Linked DNA regions of Mus musculus: region 1 is linked to region 2. The links are chromatin contacts, called in public promoter capture Hi-C maps. All regions are on one chromosome and are shown on one strand. The core of a region is the stretch at or near the end of the contact, and the rest is flanking DNA. Distances in the headings are between cores, read along the strand shown. Region 1 holds the start of Gldn (gliomedin). Region 2 holds the start of Tnfaip8l3 (tumor necrosis factor, alpha-induced protein 8-like 3).

The links. Capture Hi-C pulls out chosen DNA fragments and counts their contacts.
Region 1: a promoter capture Hi-C map of liver shows a contact between it and region 2. The contact joins the promoter of Gldn here to the promoter of Tnfaip8l3 in region 2. A contact is called at or near these places in 10 of 39 promoter capture datasets (the 3T3-L1 cell line, 3T3-L1-derived adipocytes, cranial neural crest and 5 more) and 1 of 9 other capture datasets (liver).

Annotation. Positions count from the first base shown.
Region 1 is chr9:54,283,236-54,289,027 of GRCm38.p6, reverse strand. It overlaps Gldn (gliomedin), which reads right to left and starts at 2,542. Exons shown (of 10, transcript NM_177350.5): 1 at 2,142-2,542. The coding sequence starts at 2,504. The region is part of intron 1 of Gldnos (gliomedin, opposite strand); the gene reads left to right.
Region 2 is chr9:54,064,870-54,070,755 of GRCm38.p6, reverse strand. It overlaps Tnfaip8l3 (tumor necrosis factor, alpha-induced protein 8-like 3), which reads left to right and starts at 2,345. Exons shown (of 2, transcript NM_001033535.3): 1 at 2,345-2,537. The coding sequence starts at 2,486.

The DNA of each region.
Region 1 (5,792 bases), core at 1,293-3,792, 220 kb before region 2:
ATACCTTAGACCCGCTAGCGGGTCTTAACCTCTAGATCATGACACCCATAGGGGGCCACATATCAGATATTTACATTATGATTCATAACAGGAGTAAAATTACAGTTGTGAAGTAGCAACGAAATAATTTTATGGTTGGGGGGGTCACCACAGCATGAAGGTATTGAAAGGTCTCAGCATTAGGAGGGTTGAGAACCACTGTCCTCGACCGTATGAATCGAAACCTGCACTGCCCAACATGCCCAAGATACTTATGTGCACTGTAGAGTTGCAGTGTTCTTAGAGTATGTATGACACCCCGACTACTTCCATGAAGACATGATGAGAGTTGCTCACACTCATCAATGTGATCACTATATTCTGGTCTTGCTGCATCTCCCTCAGTGACTCAAAAAGGTCTCAACATACGCACTGCAGATGTGAGGTCAGCGGGTGCTGCTGCTAAGCTGCTCGCTGCAGTTTCTGTGCCGATCTGTAACAGCAGCAGGTGTTCAGAGGGACCTGGGAAATGAGCTCATTCTCTTCTGCTAGGGACTGAATGGGCTGCAATTTGGATCCAAACCATCTACCTTAAAAGCAGGATTGGAGGTAGAAAGTGTTGTTGCTCAGATGCATCTCTCTTGGAAGGTTTTTTTTTTTTTTAAAAAACCTTTTAAAATGCAGAATGAAGGGCCAAAAGAGTGCCCTAGGGTTCCCCAGCGAGCCCTCTTCATCTTACAGAGGCTGGAGTTTCTGAAATGTTTGCTTAGGCTTCGTTTTTAAATTTTTTACTTGAGTGAAAATGTGAGGCTAGAAATGGAAAGCTCGACCTTTCTCAGACTAGGTATTTGGAGTGTGTGCTGTTTGTTGTCCTAAAAGCCTTTCAACTCACACACAGTCGCTGAAAACTTCTTTAGTAACAGCACATGTTTAAAGTAGACTTCTCTTCAAACATATAGGATTCCAAAGTATGGCTCACTGGACTTGGAGGGTCAATTGGACATGTTCTAATTATAAAGTGAAATAAGACCATGGCTATTGGAGCGGATGAAAGGGAATGGGAAATGGAAGGGGCCCGGGGCAAGGGGGTGGGGGTGGGGGTGGGGGTGGGGGATGTGACCTAAGTGTAGCTGTTAAAGAACCACTGGATGCAAACCAACCAAAACGGAACACCCGAAAACTGGAAGAAAGGAGGTTTTTCTTTAAAAGTCTTTGCTTTAGACTAGTGTTTCTCAACTCTCAGGAAGGGAATTACTTGGAGAATGTAGAGAGAGGCCCAGGGGTGTTGTGGCACAAGTCTGTAATCCTGACACCCAGGCAGGGGAAGAGTTGAAGTCCAAGGTCACCCTTGGCTACAACAGCCAGTTGAAGGCCATCCTAGGTTACATGAAACTGTCAAAGGAAGGAAGGGAGGAAGGAAGGGAGGAAGGGAGGGAGGGAGGGAGGGAGGGAGGGAGGGAGGGAGGGAGGGAAGGAGGGAAGAGTGGGTGCTTAACAGAAAAAAAAAAAAGATTAATGCCGGAACCTTCCCTGGCTGCATACAGACGTTGCATGTAAGAGACAGCTCACACCAGCAGTTCTGGCTTTCCATTCTTCTGAGCTTGTGAAGCGACCCACATTAAGAACCTTGGCTTCATTAGTGTGTATTCGCACTCTAATAAAAGTTACACTGCATCAGTCCCTCCTATTTGGAACAGCTTGAGAGCCACAGACAACTTCCAGCAACTAGGTGGCAAGTTTGGTTATATTCTTACAGGAATGAGCCCGGGCCAGATGGGAAGGAAGCCTAACTACTAGACTGTGCCAGGCAAAGGACTCCTTTGTTGAAGAAAAGTCTCCTCTTTGGTTTCCGAGACTCTGTGGGTCAGTTCACACCCAGGAAACTTTTGACAAAAGTTGAGAAAGGCTCTTAATACTGCTCACGTCCCTCATTTACCTGCAGACTCAAAAGATGTCAGAAGTGAAGGCTTGCCCTGCCCGGTCCCTGTAGATAAAAAGACTGATCTCAAAAGAGTTAAGCAGAGTGCCAGGATGACCTCCTTAGCCACACAGATACCCAAGATTCTCTCTAGGACCTTGCCCCTGGCCAGGGGATCCCGGCTCCCATCACCTCCCTCTGCCCCAGCCTGACGGGGGCGCCACGGGGACGAGCCCCTGCCTACCGGCACCATGGAGTAGGTCATCATCATCATCATGTCCTGGCTCTCCGCACGGATGTGTGACGCAGGCTCGCCGTTGTGGCTGCGCTTGTTGCGCGCTGCGCTCATGGGGTCCTGGGATGGTTCGGGGACCCGGCCCGGCGCACGACTCAATTCGGCCAGAAAGGCGCGTAGGGCGCTGTCCTCGCGCTGCTCTCGGCCGCGTTGAGCCTCCAGCGCCCGTAGCGCCGCGCTTAACCCCCGCCACTGGCACAGCACGAACACGGTGCCCGCGGCGTTCAGTGCGGACAGCAGCGCTATGGCCACCAGGGCGCCGCGCAGCCCCCAGCCTGTAGCCCCTTGGCCTCGCTCTGCGGCTCGGGTCATGTCTGCGTGCTCAGGCCGGGCGGCTCAGGGCAGCACTGGGCCTCCTCCCGCAGTGGCAGAGGCTTTAAAGCCTCGCGTGAGCCGTGGGCTGGTGGCAGAGCCGTGAGTCAGGCTGTCTTTAGACCCGTCTGGCGAAGCGGGTTGGGGACAGTAGTGGTGGCGCCCCAGAAGCCCAGAGGGACAGGCGGGCAGCAAGGGGGTGAGAAGCCAGAGGAGACAAGTGCGGAGGAGGGGCGACCAAGCAAATAGCAAACAGGCCTCCCTTCCTTTTCTTGCTGTCCTGCCCGTGGGCATTGCCAGGGTCCAGACAGGCATAGTCAGGGTCAGACTGAGGAGGAGGGCAGGAATTCTTAAAGCCTGAGAAGTTTCTAGATTCCACCCCCTTATCCCTCCAGTCGTCTTTGGAGAAAACCATAAGCATGCCCTGTTCTTGGGAGGTCTGCTGCTTGGGCCCAGGCCCAGGCCCAGGCTGCCCATCACCCCTCCTCAAGGCCACCATGTGCCTATGGAAGAAAGACCCTAAGAGATCTTTCCCAGAAAGGGGACAGTGGAAGACAGGGAGATGGTTGGCATTAGAAGTGTAAAAAGTCACCCATCAGAACCAGAAAAGCCAGGTTGGCTTAGCAAGCAAGGATCATCCCAAAAAACGACTTCTAGGACGAAGAACTTGCCCTTGAGACCCAGACCAGAGAGGAGGCAGAATGATGAGGAAAAAGGATTTTGGAGACCTGGTTCCAAAGCCAGCGGCCAATGCCAGACATCTGGGAGTGGCATGATCGCCAGTGTCCTTTCTCAGTCTCCCACCCCCACCTCCCTGTTGGAGATCAAAGCCAGGGTTTTGCAACAGCTAGGCAAGAGCTCTACTTCAGAGCCACACAGGATTTCACTACCTAGCTCAAACTGGTCTTGAAGCCACTCCCGCTTCAGCCTGAGTGCTGGAACTACAGGCATGTTTTCCATTTTATGTATTTATTATTTTATGTGTATGTGTATTTTGTCTGTGTATGTGTGTGTACACTAGGTGTGTGCCTAGTGCCCACAGAGACCGGAAGGAAGGTATCAGAATTAAGGCGTTGCCTGCCTCCATGTAGGTGCTGGGAATTGAACCTGGGGTACTTTGGAAGAGCAGCCAATTCTTTTAACCACTGATCCATCTCTCTAGTCCCTACCAGGGCTATTCTAAGCAAATTCCTGCAAACATATTGAAGTTCTTTTCAGCTGAAGGACTGCAGAGCCTGCTTAGGACTGGAAACTCCTCTAAGCTCGGGTGCCTGCTCTGATCCAAGAGTCTGTGTTCCACGCTGGATACAGTGGTGCACATCTCAAAACAAACCCAGCACTCTGGAGGCAGCAGCCGCTGCCGCTTGAGTTTGACACCAGACTGGATAAGTCCGTGATAGTGAGACCCCGTCTCAAAACCCTTTCCCACGACCACCAGTTTTTGAATTGAGTCACTTCAGAGCTTTGTCAGAAGACCTCTTCACTCTGTCAGCTTCTCTCAGAATGGCACTACTTCCCTAGAAACCCAGGACTTTCAAGGGGTCAGTCCTGGTCAGATGGGAAGACTCAAGTAGAGGCCAATTGCTGGTCTCCACAGTCAGATAACCCAAAGAGACAGTGGTTCTCTGCAGCCAGCTCACCTGCTGTGGTCAAGGAGAAGGGCTCTTTTAGCTCTTCTGGCCTGGGAGCCACAACTTTTTGAGCCAGTCCTGGGGAAAGAATAGATCACAATATGGATGGGGCCGAGGACAAGGGGACAGTGGAGCTTTGTACCTCCCTCCATAGCACTGCCATCCAGTTTGTACTGGTAGCCTCCTTACCGACAGAGAGAATATGCGGTTTGGATCAGACTTATTTTCAGGTTGAACTATGTCTCGGAGAAGCCCAAGTTCCATCTTAACCACAGTCCTGAGTCCAGGTTCAGAAGCTTGGGCTTCAGCAGGAACTCCAACCAACTTGAATATTTTTAGAAGAGCAGCTACTGGACATGGAATTTAGAAATCAGGAAGGGCCAGAATGTGATACCTGAAGGGGGAAATGATATCAATAACTTTCTCCCGTTCCTCCTATCTCAAATGTATTATTATCCTGTTGGAAGAATTGTTGAATATCCTTTCTTTCTAATCCATGCGAGGATTGGGCTACAGAGAGAAAGCACGGAGAGACAGAGTTGGGGCTCAGCACCTATAGGCTCTCTACTTAACTCAGTAACCCTTTACTGAGCCCTTCCTGTGTGTCGGTCCCTGTGATGGACACTGAAGATACAGGAGTGAGCATGACAGTCAGTAGAGACAGTTGGAACATCATGGTCCCCACCGAGCTTTTCTTTATCCTATCATTCATTACAGTTGTGATAGGTGACCTGTCACAACACTCTCAGCAGCACAGCATAAGGTTCCAAAGGTCAGGTGACAGATTTGTTGGTCCTTGTCATTCCCAACAGGTAAGGTAGTCAGAATGGGTATTTGATAATTATCTGCCAGATGAGCGGCTGGATGAGTGAGTGAAAGGTCGTGAGTGACCTTTCTAGGAACATGTATGTGTGGTGCTAGTGGCATGTACCATGAATGTGGTATGTTCATATGCCATGGAGCTGGCTGGCTTTCAGTGTTTGGAAGTGTAGCATTAGCCTGAAATGTACTTTTTCTTTGAAGTCAGGACCACAGCTGGAGACAGAATGGAGATGAGGATCCACTGGGATCCCTCAAGCCAAGAAGCTGCTCCTCCTGGCATCCGGGACTCAAAAGGCTTGTGGCATGGCCACCTAGTAGGAAGAGTGGGTGGAGCACCTGGGCTATTGTGATGGAGCCAAGAGAGAGGTGGAAGCAGGGTAAAGGGAAGGTGGGCTCCTTCCTGTGAGCCACTTCCTCAGTCTTCCCATGCGGGGAAGAGTGGTCATGATACTGTCACCTGTCAGAGGGCTGCCCTCAGTCATCCCCCTCATGGTGCCTCTAACCAGTTGCCTTTCCCTGTTCTCCTTCCTCCTTTCCCTGTGTCTCCTGTCCATGAGCCTCTTACCACCAGAATGTCACAGCAACACCTTATTCCTTCACTGACTTATTATTCCATGCTGCTATTTCCTCCTCAAGGCCAAGTGTCCCCTCTCCCTGACCTCCGCAAGCCTCACTGGTTCAGTGACCATGAACATGGGCTTTGGAACCTAAATGTTCCTCATCATTTTCCTCTAATAGCTCAGATTTGTGCCAGGTAGAAACATGTTGGTGCTTTCTGAGAATGGCACTTTCAAAATTCTTATAATTCTATCATCTATTTATCTATCTACCTATT
Region 2 (5,886 bases), core at 1,096-3,595:
AGAGAGAGAAAGAGAGAGAGAGAGACACAGAGAGAGATCTGTGGTGCTAGAGACTGACTCAGCATCTTAAACATGCTGGGCACCAAGCCACATGTTCCTCATCCTGAATGCCTGTAAGCCCAATATTCTCTGTCATGTGACATCATCATTGCCATTTTTCTCTGTGATGGGGCTACAGCAAACTTTTAAAGATTATTTTCTTATTTATTTTTTGAAGCAGGGTCTTGCCTTGCAGAAGAGTCTGACCTGGAACTCACTATACAGCCCAGGCTGACCTCGAACTTGTGGCTGGCAGTCCTGCCTCAGCCTCCCAGCGCTGGAATTGTGGGCATGAGTTATCAGCTTTAACTCAGCAAACATTTGAAATGACCCAGTTGGTTTTTTTCCTGAGCTCTAACTTGTATCCAATTTTGCATCCTCTTTTGCCTTTTATTTTTAAAAATTAGGGTTTTATTTTTAAAAATTAGGGTTTTATTTTTATCTATTTGTTTCTAAATGAGATCCATTAGACCAAAGGACTTATTTTCCCCCCTTATCAAACATTAGCAACGTACTATCGTTGGGCAGTTGCTTCCACACTCGCTACTTTTACTCTTTCACAGGGGACTGTGAAGGAGATGCTAACGCAGGAGGGGACAGAGAGGTTGGGCCATTTCCCCCCAAATACACATTTTATATAGGGGTTTTTCTTTTCTTTTTTCTTTTGCATAGATAAAACTTTTATCACCAAAGCCAATGAGTTTGAGTTTGGTCTTCCAGGAAACTTTCTCCTAGAACGTAAAGTAGAGTTTTAATAGTGTTCTGTGAGGTCTACATCTATGGACTGCCGCAATAAATAGTAGTTGCCCACTCTGGGCAGCCTTGATGTCAGTCCTCCCTCATAAACACACGACCTGAGACCCAGATTCTGGCCATGTGAAATGGGGTCAACAATAGGTTGAATCTATACAATAGCCAAATTTCAACAGTTTCCAATCTTCAAACTACAATTTCAAATGGTTCAACCTAACGCATCTCTGGGTGTTAGTTCAGACAAAATGAGTGCTCAGAGGATACACTGGGAATCTAGCACCTTTAAGTGGGCGTTCTCTTCCTGATTAATTTTCTCTCCGGTCAATAGTTTGCAATTGCTGTAGGAAGTTTATAGTAATGAGAAGCAGGCTTGCGGCTTCGTGAATTTCAAAGCCTATAATAGAGGAATACATGAAAGCTCATGGATACTCAGAAACCAACAGTGACCACTTTCCCATTAGGTGTTTCTCCTTCCTGCCTTGGCCGCTTGATTAGTTAATAAATTGCTTTTGTGAAAAAGAAAGTGAAAGGGGATGTTGAGAGCCTTTGTACTTTGCCTTTAACCCCATCAGCAAGAAACGGTTCCTCTCCAGCTCTCAGGCCAGAGGAGGCCATCAGGTGTCCAACATTCTTCACTCCCTTCACATAGGATCTCTCATTGAACCTGGAGCTAGGCTGACATCCAGTAAGTCCCAGAAATCCTCCTGTAGCTGCCCTCCACGGGGCTTACAGGCACCTGTAGGGGCCATGCAGGGCTTTTTAATTCAGTTCCCCCACGCTGGAACACCAAGCGTTCTTACCCACTAGGCCATCTCCCCAGAAAAGAAAACGTTCTAAAAATCAATTCATGCCTCTTGAGCTGGAGGCAAAACTTGGCTTGGCAGCTTGATTGGCAGGGCGGGTCCAGCCTTCCAGGCCAAATCAGGCTGGGCGCTCACCCAGCTCTCAGAACCAGCTCCACAAGCCACGCCCACAGCGAGAGGAGTCTGAACTGCGGGAGTTATCTCTACCTGACTAGTTGTTTATTTCCTCACCAGGCGACAGGCTGGCTGCTTGTTCCTTCACAGGGGAGCCGGCATTATACTTCCCACAAAATTCCTGCAAGACTGTTCGCTCCCCTCCCAACACGAGGTAACAGACACACAGATTTTCCTCAAAAAGGATCCAAGTGGTGAAGTGGAACTAAAACTCGTGCAGCCTCACAACCTTAAACCTAACAATACACCTTTTTCAGTGGGCAGAGAGGTGCATTTGTACTTAAACAATCTTGCAAACTTTGCCACACCCAAAGAAGGAGCGTCCTGGCTCCCCCCCACCAGCTCACCAGGCTCCCAGACCAGGGCTCTGGGTGTAGAGGAACCTGGGCTATTTAATCCCAGCCAGGAGCACTGGACACTCCTCCTCTCCTTCCCTACACCCTACTCGCCACCAGCACCCCCTCACTCCCCCCCCCCCTCCCCGCACCCGGACTCTACCCTCGCGTGCAGGCACTGGCGGGCGGCGGGCGGGCCACTGGAGCAGGCTTGGCCTCTTCGGAGCCGCCCCCTGGCCCTAGTGTCTGGCCACACACTGCCCACTCTGCACCGCCCGGGCTCCAGACTCTTTGCAGCCCATACCGTGTGTGCCGCGTCCACCCGAGCCAGGAGCGCCCCGCAGGCGGGCGGTGGTGGATGCGCGGGCGGCAGCCCACAGTATGGATTCAGATTCTGGAGAGCAGAGCGAGGGCGAGCCCGGGACTGCTGCAGGTAGCGAGGGGGCAACCCTGCCGGGAGGGCTGGGGTTAAAGAGGAGGGGAGGCCAGTGCAGGAAATCGAGAGTATTTCTTGGAGCGGTGGGGCAGAAGGCCGGTCCCCAGCAGCCCGAACCCTTCCATGCTGAGACTGGGGACTGGTTTGAGGCGTCCTCCCACACCACTGCACTTAGGTGTGTCGGAGAGACAGGAGGGACATTTTGCCCGTGGATCGATCGAAAAGTGGCAGGGTCTCCAGCGGAAGCCTTGGGGCGCACTGCAAGGTGGGGGTGGGGGGAAAGGAGGGCTTGAGATATCTGTGCCTTGTAATTTGCAGTGGAAACCGAACTGAAGTAACTTCCCATGTGCTGCTTAGTCTGCCATCCTGGGGCGGTGAGACCACGCTTCAGAGTCGGTGGAAAGAAAAGACTCCTGGGTAGATCAGGGCTCCTGCCTGGGCTAATGTCTGAGGTTCCGAGACTGCTGGGCAAGCGGGTGCAGAAGTGCTAATCCATTCCTGTGGCGTGGCTAGCGGGAGGTGGACCCCCAGGAGCGGCCCCAAAGTGACCCGCAGAGCTGCCGGCCTTCCCCTTTAAAAGGTGCCACCGGCTTTCCATCCATAATCAATAGGAATGCAAGCAATAGGATAGGAGGATGCTTATTTAGAGAAATGAATGTCCTTTTCTGTATCTCCTCAGTACTGAGCAACAGGAGGAAGCTGCCCACAACCCAAGGTCTATTTTCCTCCATACTCACCCAACCTCCACCTGCAGGCTTCGCCCTTCAGGCCCCTCCCTGGAGTGCAGGGTCCAGGACCACTCACTTTCTACCTACAGTCATCCTTCTGTGCACCCAGCACGCCTTGAAAGTTTGCTTGCCATACAGACCAGGCCATGACTGTCTGTTGGGAGTCTCCTAGCACAAACCTGTACACAGTCAGGTCCTCACACTTCCCAAGGGTACACCTGAGTGCCAAGAGTGGAGACCAGTTCGGGAAGGTCTACTAGACCGGGTGCTGGTATAGGGAACGTGTGTTCAAGAATCAGGGTAAGATAGCATCTAGCCAAATGTTTTTGGGTTTTGTTTATACCTTTTTTTTTTTTAATCTCCATTTTGCAGAGGTCCAGATTCTCTGCTTTGGGCCCTGGGTCAAACCTCTCCCAGCTCCAGGTGGCTTTGGTCTTCACTTAGAGTAGGTAGGCTCCCTGGGCTAAGGTAGGCGGCAAGGGAGGTATCTGCATGTGAGGATTCCAAAAGCTGTGCAAGGGACTCCTGCTTGGTGTAGTGTATGGGTGTGGATGCTATTCCTAAGCACGAACCCTTTGCATGCCTATGTGTTTCTGTGACTGTAAGGCACCAAGATTTCACTTCATAGGTGGCTTTTGGATCTTCTTTAATCATGTGATTCAATAGGTGTCTCTAGTAGGTAGGAGTGTGTTTCCAAGTATATCACCAAAGGTTGGGGAAGAGGGGCATCAGAAACATTGTCACTGACACTTTAGAAATCTCAGTTACAGTGTCACAGCCTACCGACTTATTCTGTAGGTGGAAGCTAGGAAATTGAGGAATAAGAGAGGAAGGTAATGAGATTCCTTAAAGGGAGATGGGAGCAGGAAAAACTCCAGGGTTCTTAGTATTGAGAGGGACGAGGAGAAAAGGAATACATACATATACATCCTAGTGTGCCCACTCCTCCAGCCTGCTTCAGCTCTGAATGTCACTGCCTGTCCAAGTGATTGACAGTCTGTGTGAGCCGCACAGCTCACAGCACACCTTGTCACTGGGGTCAGATGCGCCTGGAAGAGCAGGGCAGCTAGCTTTCACAAGCTGTCTCATTTGTTTGCACCTTACTGTTGTCTGCAGTCATTCCTTCTTTTCTGTGTGCTTGAGTCTCACGACTTGAACATTTATTTTAATGTCATGAGCCATTATGCTAAATGGCATTTAGTCTCACTCATTATTTTCAGTCTGAAAGTGTTCCCCTTAGTGACGAAGCTTCAGAATTAGCGCTGTCTCTCCATCTTGCTCTGCTTGCATCCTGTCAAACGGAAGCTGTTGTTGCAGATTCAGAGACAATTTAGAAGGCAGACATTTATCCATAGAGCTGTCATTTGTCTTTTACAAGAAACTCATATTCTTCTGTGGACCTGTACCTCCTCCAGGTGAAGGAGTCTCTAAGGGAGAAAGGCAACAGAGTAAACTCCTCAGCAGGCACACTCACTTACTTTGTAACAAGTTGTACACAGACTGAATCTTTAAGATAAGGTTAAGAAAATAAACTCTAGGATTAGGAAGACCTTAGCATCTCACTCAGGGCCAGGTAACTTCACTTCCTAACCATAGCACTACTGTGATCAAGTAAATAACACCTGAAATGTATTCTTGGTCATTTCAGTAAATGGACACTGTTATTCATCACATGAAATCTCTAGAAATATAACCTAGGTTATATTTAGGAATCCTACTAAATAATGGGTCCTAGTGCTTGTAGAGTAAAAATTGCAAGGCCTGTATAAGAAGTCATATATTTGTCATGATTACACTGATTAGCTGGTGAGATTTTTCTATTGTCTCCCTTTCGATACCTGGGAATGCTCCGAGTGAGTCTTGGTTTACATCTCTTCTCAACTGCATTGAAATTTAACCTCATCAAGATGGGGGGTCTCCTGCTTCCCCCATTCGTTCTGGGGACTCTAGGAGAGTTATGAAAGACACAGGACACCTCCGCCAGTCCTCCTGCTAATGTGGCAATGGCAGCTCCCATGTGGAGTGCTACTCCAATTGGAAAAGAAGTGGCAGTCTCCTCCCACTGCTCTAGCTCCTAAACCTCTTCCCACCATCCAGGAGGCAAGAGATGCTCATATCCTTCTTGTACTTGCCCATGATGGTCACCTGTTGGCAGGGAGTGGGGGCAGTTTCCATGTTTTTTTTTTTCCTGCTTTAAGAGTCTCTTCCAATGGTCTTCCATTTTATGTGGGGTAGATCTCTCATTGAACAACAAGCACGCTGGGCTGGGGAGGGCTCTGGAGGAGAGGTTTGGGGTGACATTTGTAGAAATCTTCCTTTTCTTTCCCTCCCAGGAGGCACGGGCTGATGTATCTATGTCACTCTATTGTTCAAATCGCCCCTCCCTCTCTGTCATTTTATGGCTCCTTTTGTGATTAGGAAAGCAGCAGAGTTTATGGAACTCTGGATCCACTCCAGAGACCCAGCTTGGCAGTCTTCCATTTGGCAAATCTACCATCCACCTCTTGGAAATCCTAGGGTTTGATATATTAATTCTAAAGTGAATGAGAATCATTCCTAAGAAGCAACAGGGGATTAGAATTAGTTAAATCATTTTTCCCCTTTCTGACTTGGAAGAT